Regions from separate parts of the Mus musculus genome. Here region 1 is linked to region 2. A link is a contact called in public Hi-C data. All regions are on one chromosome and are shown on one strand. Each heading gives the region's core, a stretch centred on a gene start, on an enhancer-like site or on the middle of the called end of the contact. The rest is flanking DNA. Distances are from core to core; before and after follow the strand shown.

Region 1 (4,486 bases), core at 950-3,449, 530 kb before region 2:
TTCTAAGACTTAAAAGATTTTGTTAGTAAACCTCAGGACTTTAATATCTCCCCAGTTACTACATACAGTGCTTCTTATACATTATTAAGTATAACTTTAAAATGTTTTCAATTAAAGTAAAATCATATCACTTATATCACTTCTTCCCTCCAGCCCCTCCCAATAACTCTCTCTCAAACTTCTCCCATGCCCCCCTCAAGTTGATAGCCTCCTATTCTTTGGTTATATTTGTTCCATATATATGCTTGCGTGTGTGTGCATGTGTATAATAACAGAACCGGCCAAGCCTGTTTTCGTTGGTGGTATGTGTAGGATTTTTGGTAGATGATACTTTAACAGCTTTAACCTTGGGCATTTTAATTCTTGTTTTTGCTTCTCTCTCCATTATATTAGTAAAAAAATGGAGTCGGAGAATGCAGGCACATTTCCCATGTCCACAAAGTTATTAATGGTCAGTAGCAAGCCTGAGATTTAAAATGAGTTGGTCTTGTTAGGAAAACCATTATATTAATCCTGCCTTTGTATATATTTAAAGCAGACATTTGGGAATAAGAGTATATTAATAGATCATGTAAGATTTCCTTCACCCAAAGCCTACTCATTTGTAAGCAAAAGGGTATGAGTATTTAAAATGTATCAATTAAGAGGATTACTAAGCTACAAACTTACCATTGTATCCATTAATGAAGTTAAGAGTTATTTCAAAAGTTCATCAGCAGGCTACCAAGCCTTTACCACGTGAACCTTCACAGGACATTTTTTATATTCAAATCATAGCATCTGGGAGCACATCTATGGTAGAGATAGGCCTGTATTGCATGACAAGCAATATGAATGTACTGGACTCTTCCATCTCTGGTAGGAAGCTCCAGGGAATCTGCCCATGTGCTTGGCTCCAGGGGACACAGAGCATCTAGAACTTATGTTTCTGTTAATGCTATTCTAGGGGAAAATTTTATTTGCAAGCGTTTTTATTGGATTCTCCTGAGAGTCATCTGATAAATTTAAGTACCAACATTTCTGTGCTTATAAAACAAATGTCAAAGCGCTCACTGGTCTCTTTCCTTAGTGTTATTTCTACTCTATTTCCTCTCCATATTTCTCCCTTAATTCAAACACAAGCCCAAGTCTCACATTCAAGTATTTATTACTAAATAGAAAGAGATGATTAGAAAAACAAACATCTTGAAAATGACTCTCAAATCTGACCGAAATCACATAAGTAAGATGGCTGACAGGAGTCATAACTTAGATTCTCTGCTACAGAGAACAGAGTGGTTCTTCCTTACAAGGATGGTTGGAATATAATTTTATACAGATGAAGCAATCGGGAGACCAGCTGGCTCGCCTAAGGTCATCAGTTTAGATTAGATTAGAGTAAGTTGCATTGTCTTGTGTTTTTCTGCATACTATACACTCACTGAGAGGAAAATTCCCAATTTTTCATTTTTCACCCGTGACTAATTTCCTGTTTTAAAATCCACAATTGCCTCTGGTTCTTTTCTTCCTAGCATATGTCACTGACTTTATCTTTAGATATTGGTCCTGTAGGCAGTCTCTCAGTCCACTCAGAGGTCATTATCTCAAATATGCTGTTTTGTTGTTCCTCTTAGTAAGTTATATGGATCTCTCTCTCTCCCTCTCCCCCCCCCTCTGTCATTGTGTGTGTGTGTGCCCGTGGGTCTGTGTGTGCCTGTGGGTCTGTGTGTTGGGGTTGTCACAGAAGTGTCTGTCTCGGAAATCACAGCCTCTGTCTTATCTCAAGGGACTGAAAGGCATTCCAAATCTTTAAAACTGGTGGAGCTTGCAACCGCTAAGGATACCGTCTCTATTCATGGCCCTTGGACTGTTTCTTCACTAAGGAAGATTTTTCAACCCTGAATGCCATTTGTGGCAAGAACAGTCTACCTTTGAGGATGCCATTGGTCCAGGACCAGGGAGCCCTTAGTTAAATAGTAACTATGATGTTCTAGATATATCTTTTCTCTCCTCAACGTTATTCTATTTTGGAATGACTTTGCTTTTTGTCTGTTGTTTGCTGAGAGGACAGCCTGAATGTTCATGTAAGTTGTCCACTGAGGCCACTATGAATAGTTCAATAATGACTCATACAGTCCAGTTTCCACACACGGGCCTAAAACAACATAACTCTTCATTTGGGGCTGAGAACTTCCCTCTGGGGCTTTGGTTTGTTTTGAAGCCATGCAATTCCTGTTCAGTGAGAAAGAAATTCCACTTCCCTGGGGGCCATTCTGGAGTGTACTCCAGCACTGCTCAGAAATTCGAATCCTAACGCCTTCTGCAGGAGTTTTCTATGGGTTGTTACCTACTGCCATTTCTCTTCTGAGAGCTGCCATGATAAAGAGGTGGTTGGGACTCTTCAGAGGTGGGCCTTTGATAGTGTTACCACCCAGACCTCTGCTGCCTATGCTGCTTCCAATATCTGTGTGCTTTCTCTTCCTTTAGCCTCTGTGGCATGGACCTGGCTGACCCCAGTGTAGGCAAAGATTCTCTAAGTCAGCCAGCTTTTCCCAGTTCCTCATCAGCAAAGAGTGCTTCAAGGGTGAGCATGCACTGCAGAAAGAGTCCATACACCCCATGAGACTATTCCAAAAGTTTGTGGGGTGGGTGGACTCCCTCCTAATTGCACTTGGAGATTTGAGGAGATGTTTTTATTATATTTTTAATTTAAATTATTTTATTTATTTACATTCCAGTCATTGTCCTGCCCCAATCCTCTCTCCCACAGTTCCTCATTCCATTCTTCCTCCCCCTTGTCTCTGAGAGGGTGCTTCCCCTAACAAGCCCCCTCCCCACTTCCCTGAGGCCTCAAGTCTCTCGATGATTAGGCACATCTTCTCCCACTGAGGCCAGACCAGGCAGTCCTCTGCTATATATGTGCCAGGGGCCTTGTCCAGTAGTGTATGCTATCTTTATATCTTCCTGGAGGCCAAATCTGGAACCCACACCACTGGTGAAGGGCTGAGCAATGGAAATCGAAAAGTGGCACATTGTTTGAGCCCCGACTCAAGCTATGTGAGCACCTTTTTTTCCTAGGATAACAGTCAATAAATTACCCTTTCCTGCTGAAAACAGTTTGAGTAAGATGTCTTGTGATATATGCCAGAATCCTGTCTAAAAATGCTCTATACAGGAGTCAAGAAAGAGCACAAAGGAGTATACTTTTTAGGTTTTTTTCCCCCTTTCAATTATTCATCAATAGGAAAAAGGATGAGAGACCCACCATTCTAAAAATGCTTATTTTTAACTCAAGGAATTAGAGTAAAACAGTAGAATTAGCAATTTTAAGGAACAAAGGACATGTGAAAACCTCCCAGGGAAAGGACTTGTAGATACAATAGTAACTTAAGATCACAACATAATGTTTGTTTGTGTGCCTCTGCATTTGCTCCAATCAGCGGCCAGAGGGACCCTCTCTAATGATGATTGCGCTTGGCACCAATCTATGAATATAGCAGAAACTCATGCTTTCTTCTGTTGATATCCCTGGGAAGCCTCATCTTTTCTGAAGGGAAATGGAGGGTCAGTGGATCTGAGGGAGAAAATAAGTATGTGCAGAGGGGATTGGGAGGAGAGGGTGTGGTCTAGATGTTTTGTATGAGATGAGAAAAGAATAAATAAAAAATGGGGGGGGGATACAACATAAGACCGGCTTTTAAATTGTAGTGCCATTTGATGATTCTTCTTAATAGGTTACTTTTATAACTCACTTAATCCTCTCTGTAAACTATTAAACAATCCGATTCAAAAGACAGTTTAGTGTCTTGAACAGGTTGTGTTTGGAAGTTTGGCTAGATTTTTTTACCTTGATTTTGTTTCTTCACCTCAACACTGCAGGACTATTGTTATGGTGCTAATGGATATGAGAGCCTCGGATTGAACCATGGAATACGGTTAACAGTCAAAAGCAAGAACATCTATCTCTGATTGCTGCTTTGTTAAAGTTACTGCTAGAAACTTGAGTCTCCATTCAGTGCTCTTGTCTGTACTTGTCCCCTCTGAGATCCCCTAGGCCTGGTCAGGGACTCTGTGACTCCAGACTTCTTCTCCTATGGTTGTTATTTTCTGACAATGTGGAATTTTAGTTGCTCTTTTTGTCCATTAAAACTATCACCAGGGTGCCCATTCCTAGAAACTCAGAATTTCTCTACACCCATAATCCCTGGAATTTTTGTTTTATTTTTAGATAAGTGAGAAAGAACATGATCTTTAGTTACTTCAGGTAGAATTAGCTGTGCAACAGCAGCATCAAGTGACAGAATGTAAGTCCTCTGTGCAAACAGGTAAATCTGTGTTCCTGGGGTTATTTCCTTAGAACAATCTTGAAAAGTCTAAAGCTGCACAGTCTTTTTTTTTAAATTTAAACATTTTTTATTAGGTATTTTCTTCATTTACATTTCAAATGCTATCCTGAAAGTCCCTTATACCCTCTCCCCACTCTGCTCCCCAACCCACCCACTCCCAC
Region 2 (4,078 bases), core at 256-2,755:
AAGACAGTGTGTAAATGGTAGGAGAGAATACACAAGAAGGAAGGAAGGGGTGGGTAAGCAGAGGTGTCATGGGTGAAGGACTTGGACTGTTGAGGTCCTGGTCGGTGTCTAAGCTTTTCTGATGCTGAGTGAGGAATGAGAAGATTTGGTGAAGTGCTTGGGTTTTGTTTGTTTGTTTGTTTGTTTGGGCTAGTCAGTGCTGGCCTTGGTATTGTCCGTATGATGCAGGGGGATATGAGATAGTTTCATTCTGACTAGCCAAGCAGATCCACCCTCAGGTCTCCTGTTTAAGTTCTATAAGAACAACAGGAACTGATCTCTTTTGAGTGGGCTGATTGAGTCTTTAAGCAGCAGTACACAGAGCTTGTTTGTTTGGTTAAGGACAGTGACTTCAAAAACTCCTTAAAAACATCAACATTCAGCTTAAAGCTATCTAGGCTTTTACATTTTTTTTCAATAGTCTTTTATTTTTTAATCTACTGTTGTTGCAGTGTGGAATTCAGTCTCACAAGTGTGTCACTTCCCTAAGTTGCAAATGAAGCAAACAGAAATGCTGAGAAATAGAAAACAAAGTTTTCCTTTCAGGTGCTCTCATGTCATGCAAAAAAATAAAAATCGTATAATTCCTTACAAATGGATCTGCCAAATTAGAGGTTACACAATATTTTCAAAATCCTAAGGCTCCTTCTAAAGTTCAAGGGGAATAATTTATTCAATTGTGTGTGTGGCTTTCACCTCTAGCCAGAATTACAAACTGATTCCAAAGACCACAAAAACAAATGCATTCTATTTAAATTCATTAACTTGTTTATGGTTTGTTTTTTAAATTTGTTTATCTGATTCTATTAGTATCTGCTGTTTATCTTCAGAGAATCAGATTCCCTTTAAGGAATGAAAGATTAAATAAAATAGTCAAATTCACAGGGCTCTTTAATTGGCGAAGAGTACAAACTCAGTTATCATTTTAATTCCCTAGCCTTCCTTAACTCTTGTCCATGAAAGCCGCAGACCCCGACTAAATGACATTGCTTGTGGATAATGTTTTATTTGGGTTTCTTCATTTTTTTTTTAATTTAAATAACTCTTTGTTTTAAAAGAACATGTCATCAGTCAAAATAATGCTATCACTTCTGAAAATATTTTCCCTTTCTGACACGCACCGAGGTGCCATAAAGCAGTGTTGACAACTCCATCTTTAGCATTCCACAAATCTTATGGAGATATATCATCAGAAAACCACACGGTCTATATCCGGGCTCTGACAAAACTGAAACATGGCCTGCCAGCCACAGATAAGGCTTTGAAATGTTAGTCATTGAAAAGGCGATAACAGAAACAAGGGCCAAATCGTGTACACCTTCACCTCTGGACGCCTGCGGTTTTGAGCCAAGTCACTTTGGTAAAAAAGATATTGCCGTATGGCTCCTTGGCCAAGTCAGTGGATATACAGTGTAATCCAACATGAAAACACGTGACCAACATGCTTCCAAACGTGCTGCTTGGGCAGCAGGGGGAAGGGCTGGAGCTGTGCCGCAGAGACGCAGGAATCGGGCATCTCTTGCACATCAGAGCTGCCTGACACATCCTCCAAGAATCAAAGCCTCGTGCCATGGTGTGGCTGCCATCAGGGGCACAAATGGAAACTGTGAAGCAAGCTGGGACAAGTGGAAACAGCTTTGACATCTTCATCCCGTCATTGTTAATTCCTAAGTGTTTTGGAATTTCAGGCTGTTCTCAATTTTATATGGAAAAAAAATGTCAAGATAGGAGAGGATAAAATCCTATTATGTCTGGACCTAGATGCGAGATATTAAACCAAAACCAAAGCAGTTGTTTTTCTTAAGGATTCTGTTAAAAAAAAATAACCAGAGTGACCACAAATACCACCTTTAAGTAGAATTTATAATCATTTACCTCTTAATGGTTCCTCCCTCAGTCATCCATTTTTAAACAGAGTGGGGTTTATGGTCATCATCTGTGATTACATTCTCATGTATTTGCAGTATTTCTACTATAATGATTTATTTAAAAGGGCTTCGCCATGATAGCTCTCCAACTTTGTTCCTTCCTGTATATCACTGTTCAGGGTCAAAAGCTGGGGAAAGGGCTGGTCCCTAAGGCCTAACATATTTCACCAGTGGAGACTCTGGCTTTTCACTTCTCTTTCTCTCCTCATCACTTTATGCTTAAAGAAGAACAGATGTGGAAACGTTTAGAAAAAAAAAAAAAGACTAATTGAATTTCACATAACACAATTTAGCATTGTTTGAGGAAGTACCTAAATCAACAGCACGTTTTCCAGAGTCCCAGCCTCGCCTAATTAGAACACCAAACGTGTGACTAATTGGCCACACTTCCACCAAAGGCTCCGAGGCACATGATGTGCCCCTGTCCCTCTGCCCCAGCTGAGGCCAGCAGTTTGGCTGTGAGGTAAGGTGGTTGTTCTGAAAGAGTAGGGTGAGCGCAGCGACAGGGAGAAAAACTCCTCTGAGATAGCCAAAAGAGCAAACACAGGGGCGGGGGGTGGGGGGAGCTGGGGAGGGGGCGGAGAAGGTCTGGAATGTCTGTGCTGTGGCTACACCCAGAGAATTAACAAGGGATTATCAGAACATAAGTTAGGCGATACATGGTGAAGTCTCCACTAGACCTGACCTTTAGCACACTGGGAGATTAGCTTTGAGAAATGCAACAGGAGGCTGTCTTGGTCCGTGTGTTTTCCCTAATGGTAAGGAGGAGACTATGTGAAAACGAACCGGCCTAATGAGATTAAAGGTCAAGGATGGGGCAAGACTGGCTTCTCTCACAACCGCCTGGGCATTTTGTTTGAGGCATTTGTCATTCCTACCTCTTCCTCCTCAGGTCTAACAACTGTGGAGCTAGAGATGACTTAAAGAAGTCTCACCTTATATAGATGAGGGTCTTAGTGCCAAAAGAACTCCATTAATTTGCATAAGGCTCACATCTCTTTGGTCACTGATTTGGGACTAGAAATATCATCCTTGACACCCCACCTCTGATACCATTTATACATTTTCTGCCATACTCGAGCTGATGTTAAAGCAATAATAATATGTGTAAGGGACCCCAATTCCCCAAAGATTGGACTCTGGTCAATAGCAGTTCCTTAAACAGAAAAAGAACCTTCTAGAATAAATTTTCTAGCAACTTTTATACAATATCTTCATTTACTGGTGTGGATTCTGGCTTCTGGTCTGTATTAACTAAAGAACTCCACTTATCAAGACAAAGAGAAACTAAAAATTTTGACTTGTTTAAATTATTTATTGTCATGTTTTCCCCTTTTTATTTCTTCTTTTGGAGAGGGTTATGATAAGAAATGGTTGTGAATTACAAAAGGATGGTCCATCTAGAGACTGCCATATCCAGGGATCCACCCCATAATTAGCCTCCAAGCGATGACACCATTGCATACACTAGCAAGCCTTTGTTGCAAGGACGGTGATATAGATGTCCCTTGTGAGACTAGGCCGGGGCCTAGCAAACACAGAAGTGGATGCTCACAGTCAACTATTGGATGGATCACAGGGCCCCCAATGGAGGAGCTAGAGAAACTACCCAAGGAGCTAAAGGGATCTGCAATCCTATAGGTGGAACAACATTATGAACTAACTAGTACTCCCCAGAGCTCGTGTCTCTAGCTGCATATGTATCAAAAGATGACCTAGTTGGCCATCACTGGAAAGAGAGGCCCATTGGTCAGGCAAACGTTATATGCCCCAGTACAGGGGAATGCCAGGGCCAAAAAATGGGAATGGGTGGGTAGGGGAGTGGGGGGGGGCTTTTAGGATAGCATTGGAAATGTAATTGAAGAAAATACGTAATAAAAAAAATATTCAAGCCAAATATAAAGAGTATTCAGTAGGAATATTAATGAGCATAGATGTCAAATGGTTTGTTCATTTAAAAGGGAAAAATCTGGCTTTAAAGCATAAAACATATTTTGAAGAATAAATGTTTCATGGAAATTCAGTGAGAATTCCCTTGGGAGAACTTTCAAATTTTTACCACCAACAGTGGGATTTTCATGTCTTTCTTCAACATTGGTTAATAAGGTTCA

The links. A called contact is a pair of places that touch in the nucleus more often than the background predicts.
Region 1: a contact with region 2 is called in a Hi-C map of ventricular fibroblasts, with 6 times the contacts expected there. The contact joins two enhancer-like sites.

The regions. Positions count from the first base shown.
Region 1 is chr9:88,089,649-88,094,134 of GRCm38.p6, reverse strand. No RefSeq gene overlaps it. Among named protein-coding and RNA genes, the nearest start is that of Gm23176, 70 kb to the right of the region's middle. Within about 2 kb of position 2,199, at least 55 of the 459 cell types and tissues checked have an H3K27ac peak or open chromatin away from gene starts, as enhancers often do.
Region 2 is chr9:87,555,353-87,559,430 of GRCm38.p6, reverse strand. No RefSeq gene overlaps it. Among named protein-coding and RNA genes, the nearest start is that of Tbx18, 170 kb to the left of the region's middle. Within about 2 kb of position 1,505, at least 17 of the 459 cell types and tissues checked have an H3K27ac peak or open chromatin away from gene starts, as enhancers often do.